Linked DNA regions of Mus musculus: region 1 is linked to region 2. Evidence: chromatin contacts called from public HiChIP or PLAC-seq data. All regions are on one chromosome and are shown on one strand. Each heading gives the region's core, a stretch centred on a gene start, on an enhancer-like site or on the middle of the called end of the contact. The rest is flanking DNA. Distances are from core to core; before and after follow the strand shown.

Region 1 (3,096 bases), core at 293-2,792, 81 kb before region 2:
ATAGAAATGGAAGTCTCCTTCCTATTTAGAGCACACTTTCTGTCCCTAGACCCATCAAGAAGACATATCTAATGTTTACACTGTCCTTAACACAATGTTACTTCTTGGGTTTTTGTAGGAAAATAGTATAAAAATCCGTGGGGAAAAACAAACAGAATAAGTTTCAGAAAAACATTTTTTTTCCTTTGCATTTCTACATCCAATATGGTGTGGGAGAAAGAACAGATCTGGAATGACCTGGATTTTGATTTTGCCAGACACTTTCTCCCTGTGAGCAGAAGCAGGCTTCCCTGAGTTTCTGACCTGTAAGTAAAGACAAATGATGTACTTGGAGCCCCTCCTAAGATGAAGGGGAGCATCAAGTAAATCTCCTGCAGAGTGAATCTGCTAGATGGTTTCAGATGTCTACGTACCAACAGCAGTGGCCTTGTAAGGAAGAGCTGCTGGAACCTTTGAGTCCATAGATAGTGGCAGGGCATGAGGTCAGCACTCAGGCTACCTGGTCTATAGCAGAGTCAGAGAAACTGGCAGTAGAGGGACTTGCTGAGAGGTAGAGAGAGAGTCTGGTGGGAGTTGCTGGTTTCAATGCTCTCTGCACGTTGATCATTTAGATGGCAGGAGTCGGTCTATAAACGTGGAGGATTCAGTTCTATGACTTCTCAGTCAGAGTAATCACCATTTTGCAAAATATTCACGGGAACTACTGCTTAAAGAACTATCTAGAAGAATACTCGGGTGTTAATGGAGATAAGGGTTTTGTTTAAATAATGATTAAAAAAACACCCCATGTAAGGGAGTTAGAAGGTTTCTATGTCTATCTTACTAAAGTGCATCTTAATGGTATTAAAATAAAAATAAATATACTATAAAAGTCAACACAAACGCAGTGGAGTGTTTGAATTTAGATAATTACTCTTCATATTACCTCCCTCATACATAGTCTTGCAAATAAAATAGTTACTTTTTTCTGATAATACCTTCATAAGGACTCAACAGTTACATACATTATTTTATATATTGAAACATATCTTATCCCTCTTTTATTACCAATTTTCATTAGAGCCACCTGGATATTTATACATCTTTTTCTCCAGCCCTTTCCCATTGGCTTACTGCTTCACAGATATTTAAGAGCCTGGTTCTCGCCAGGAGTCTTTCAGAAGGGGGGTTGTTTGCTATTTGTTTATTTCCAAGATTGGGTTTCTCTGTGTAACCCTGGCTGTCCTGGAACTCACTCTGTAGACCAGGCTGGCCTTGAACTCATATATCTCCTTGCTTCTGCCTTACCAGTGCTGGTATTAAAGGCATGTGCTACCACACCTGGCTGAGTCTTAAAAAATTGGGCTGACTAGCTCACTACCACCCAGACCCAGATCCGTGTCTTTGAGTTAGCCCACCCCCACCCTCTATGAACTGCTAGACAACATAAAGGGGCAGGGCCTGCAGAATCAGAGCTATGGAATCTCCACGACACAGGGCTACAACAGGCTATCCAAGAAGACTCTCACTGAGGATCCAGTATTGATGGTGTATTAGAAGCCAGAGGCCTGGAACCAGTCCAATGACTCATTGCAATGAATATGTGCAAGTAAAACTGTTGGAGCAAAAGGGTGTACCATATGACACATTGTGACACACTGTGACACACTGCAGCTTCCACAACAAGATTTTTTTTGTTGTTTTTTTTATTTTTTTATTTTCTTTTGTGGGGGAGGTTGCAAGGGCAGGGGGCAGATACACTGGGATGGGGAGGATGAGTGGGATGGGGTGCATGATGGGAAATTCACAAAGAGTCAATGGAAAGTTTAAAAAAATTGGTAAGTATTTTGATAGGTCATCTTTCCCACCTAATTCAATTAAGGAAATAATATTTTTGTGTCAGAGATTTTAATATATTTTTGGTTAGGGTTTTTTTTTTTTGCATCTTAGAATCTAAAGAAAAACACAAAGCTATATATGGGTTATCCTATCCTGCTTACAAAATACTATGCTCTCTAAAGACATGGGCTATCCCATACTACCTGCTTGTGTCTGCAAGATTCTTCTGATTGTAGAACTCAATAAAGTTTGTTTAAACAGGATGACATCTATTAAAGAGTTTTCATTTTCACAAATCTTTGTGGCACATGTAGAGGGACACTTTTAGCAAAAGTACAATGGCAGGCAACGTCTCCGATTAGGCACTGTCAAGGCCACTGGGCACAGGGGAACCTGTGAGTCAGTAGAACCTGTATCTTTTCTTAGGAGGGTAGCATGTCTGGTTACATTCTTATATTGGCGAGAGAAATACAGAATGGTTTTCAGTCTGTGAGTAGGCATGAGAAACAGGGAGCTTGAAATTGCTGGGTTCAGAAACATTTAAACAATTTAAGAGTTTTGTTTCTCTTGTTCTGTTTATAGCAGCATCTTTCCACTTTGCCAAAACTTAAGATGATTTGGACAGTATAGAAATGGATGTGATATTGTATAACACTGTTTGAGAATGTGTTAGCTTTCTAATTGTTTTCATTCTTGATTATATTAGGGGAAAGTCTGATGCATTCTAGCTTTTCCCCTTTCTTGACAATTTTTGCATGCATACCCACATATGTGTGAGCAGATGGGTGTGTGTGTGTGTACGCAATGTGAGCATGTGCATAGAGGCCTAAGGTGGATGTTGGACATTTCCATCCTACATATTAAAGTGGGGTTCTTCACTTGAATGGAGAGCTCATCAATTCCGCTAGTCTAGTTAGCCAGCTTGTTCTGTGGATCCCTGTCTCCACATCCCATGCACTGAGATTATAGGCAACTTTCCACAGCCAGCCAGCATTTGAGTGTGAGAGATCCAACCTCTAGTCCTCATGTTTCAATGCCAAGGACTTTGTCCATAAACCATCTCCACAATCCATGTGATTGCGTTTTAAAAAAGAATTTTTTCAACTCTTACTGATACACTTTTTCTAATTAACAAACAAACAGGACACTTTCTGTGCAAGCTCAAAAACTTCAGTGACTAAGCAGCTGATCTTAAATTTCCATTAGCTTTCAGGATGGAGTGTTTTACACAGTGACATGTGTAATCTGCTTCAAGGTGACCAGCACAAAGGACAGTTC
Region 2 (2,829 bases), core at 224-2,723:
AAATATTGAATGTTTTTGTTAATTAACTAGCCATTGGTAAATCCCCCAAACCTATAATGAGCTCACCGTTCTCTGAATTCCTGTAATATTAGTAAAAATAGTGCTGGATAATGTGTACATTTTATATGTGAGTAAAATATCATTCAAGGCCAAAGACAATGCTGTATATTTCTTTTAAAATAGCATTGAAAAGAGACAAGAGCGAAGGAACAGACAGTGAGAAGCAGGCCGGTGGACATGATCATACAATGTGACAAAGAATTGAGGGGTTGTCTCACCTTTATATAATATATATATATATATATATATATATATATATATATATATATATACACACACACACACACACACACATACACACACACACACATACACACACACACACACACACACACACACACACACACACACTCCATTTGAATAAACCACTATTTGTTAATGCCAGTTTAAAAGTCATGTTACATTAATAAGATATACTTAGAAATCCATTAGGATTTATGTGGATCAAATAACCCCTCTTTAAACACCAATCAAGGGCAGAAGTGAGTTGCAACAGAGCATCATTACCCTGCTTTTGGTTGAATTGAAAAGCCAGTTTCAGGTTGTATTTGTCTTGAATGGCTCATCAAAGCACTGAGCCTGGGCACAGGCAAAATATTTGTAATTCTTCTTTTTTAAGCTAGGAACTATTCTCTTTCCTCATTGAAAGTTAGAGTCATGCCGGGTGTGGTGGCACACGCCTTTAATCCCAGCTCTCAGGAGGCAGAGGCAGGCGGATTTCTGAGTTCAAGGCCATCCTGGTCTACAAAGTGAGTTCCAGGACAGCCAGGGCTATACAGAGAAACCCTGTCTTGAAAAACAAACAAAAACAAACAAACAACAAAAAAAAAAAGAGTCAGAACCACTAGATTTGGGTCTGGCAACTTAAGCCTCTTCATTATTCTTCTTCCTCAATTTTTTTCATTTTACATCAGATTTTCAAGATGCTGAAATCAGTAATTTCCAAAGAAGAATAACAGCCCCCAAATCCTGAAATAAATTAACTTGTAAGACTACCTTTCCTTACAGAAAGCTTACAGATTCTCCGTACTCCCACAGTGTCCTTCCAGATTCTGTCCCTCCCTACCACCAGGCTTAATTCCCTCCAGGTCTAGGGAGAGCCTGCTTTACATTGTAGTTGCCGTCACTACACATTGGTTAAGCTGTCCAAATAAAACAAACTGAGTGCTTATCAACCGTCTTCTAGTGAAATGTCCAGCAACCCTGTTTTGCCTTTGAGACAAGATGTCAGGGGAGGTAAGTGGTTGGAAGGCAGCCCAAGGATGAGAGAGATAATAATATATGTCTATGGGCTGGGAGTCCTCCTAGGACAAAGAGAAGCATTTCCAAGTATTCAGTAACAAAGGAAGGCATGATGCACTAACAGCGTGGCAAGTGTGTCCCCATAGAGCCAAACTGAATGAGGCAGGACTGTTTTCTCTGGATGATTCACCAGTGGTCCATACTAAAGGGAAAGTTTTAATGACCATGATTCATGCTCACCCTTTAAGACAAAAATCCCACCCTCTCATCATTGAGCCTCTAATAATGCTAGTAAGTATGTGTTGAGTAATGCAATCGGCTGCTGCTCTTCTGGGACTTCCTGAGGTGTCCTGGTACTGACTTCTGTTACTCTTGAGGTATCTCTTCTAGAACTCTGAAATAACACGTGCATGTGTGGGAATGTTGGGATGTGATTACAAAACGAGAGGTGAAGAATTCTCCGGCATCAATGCAGATGATTTATTTCGTCAGAAAGCAATTAACCTGGCATCATGTGCTGAAAAGATGACCCTTTCTTGCTTTGCAGTGTAATCCTTGTCAAAGATCATGTGACTGAATCTATCTGATTTTATCTAGATGTTTCATCCTGGTCCTCAGAGTGATATTCTCATTTCAATTCTGTACTGTCTTAGTCTGGGTCACTTTACAATACATCATGTTGTCTGTGAGTGGAAACATTCAGCCTGCCTCTTAGTTTTTTAAGACTTTATTATTTTTAGCACTATATATTTTACACACACCCCTCTTTTATAATTTTTTCAACATGATTCAACATTACTCATGAGTCAAAAGCATTTTACATATTTTTGGATATATGTGTCTATAAATAAATATATAACAATGCAAGTCAGGCTGGGATAACTGAGTTTTTGTCATTCTTTTGGAACAAGGTGATTATCTGCTGGACTTCTTGCTGTGATGACATTCAGATCAATTTGGGAGAAAATGGGGAGAAGACACCAATTTAAAGAAGTTTCTACATTTTTGCTCAGTAAAGATTTCAGTCAATACTATCTTTTCTGAGAAAATGGACCATCCTGCATATATGATTTGTTTTGTTGTACATAAAATGAGAGGGAATACTCCTCAAAGTTTAACTGCTTGCCAGTACCAGATTATCCGTCCAGGAAGGATATAAAGAACACCTTTAGAAAAGGAGGAGCTATGTAAAAAATCAATCATCAGTCAATCAATCAATCAAACAAACAAATAAGAAGCAAAAAACAAAGCACAGAGTTATTTCCTGTCCACCAACAGTCACAGCTGTGTCGGCTGAGACTTTTCCTGCGACCTTGCACCACATTTTCATTTTGTCATCGATAACTTGACATAGTACGGATGTCACCTTTTAGTAACAGTTAACAAAAGGGTTTCTTCTGAATCATTTCATTTTTCAAGATATGTAGTGACAAGTTAGTTTCTGTAAAACAACTTGCCATACACTATTAGTATTTTCAAGTGTTCTAGAAGCCTGTTCCCTGTGTAGATTTAGTACTTGCTGCATGA

Evidence for each region. HiChIP or PLAC-seq counts read pairs in DNA pulled down with a chosen protein or histone mark.
Region 1: a contact with region 2 is called in a CTCF HiChIP or PLAC-seq map of the NIH/3T3 cell line, with 19 read pairs. The contact joins two enhancer-like sites. A contact is called at or near these places in 1 of 39 promoter capture datasets (stem cell-derived epiblast-like cells), 1 of 15 datasets of contacts at CTCF or cohesin (the NIH/3T3 cell line) and 3 of 484 Hi-C or Micro-C datasets (embryonic fibroblasts, liver and uterus).

The regions. Positions count from the first base shown.
Region 1 is chr2:61,286,902-61,289,997 of GRCm38.p6, reverse strand. No RefSeq gene overlaps it. Among named protein-coding and RNA genes, the nearest start is that of Gm26422, 8.2 kb to the right of the region's middle. Within about 2 kb of position 1,542, at least 9 of the 459 cell types and tissues checked have an H3K27ac peak or open chromatin away from gene starts, as enhancers often do. A contact at or near this core is called in the NIH/3T3 cell line, where this site is marked.
Region 2 is chr2:61,206,050-61,208,878 of GRCm38.p6, reverse strand. No RefSeq gene overlaps it. Among named protein-coding and RNA genes, the nearest start is that of Gm26422, 73 kb to the left of the region's middle. Within about 2 kb of position 1,473, at least 15 of the 459 cell types and tissues checked have an H3K27ac peak or open chromatin away from gene starts, as enhancers often do. A contact at or near this core is called in the NIH/3T3 cell line, where this site is marked.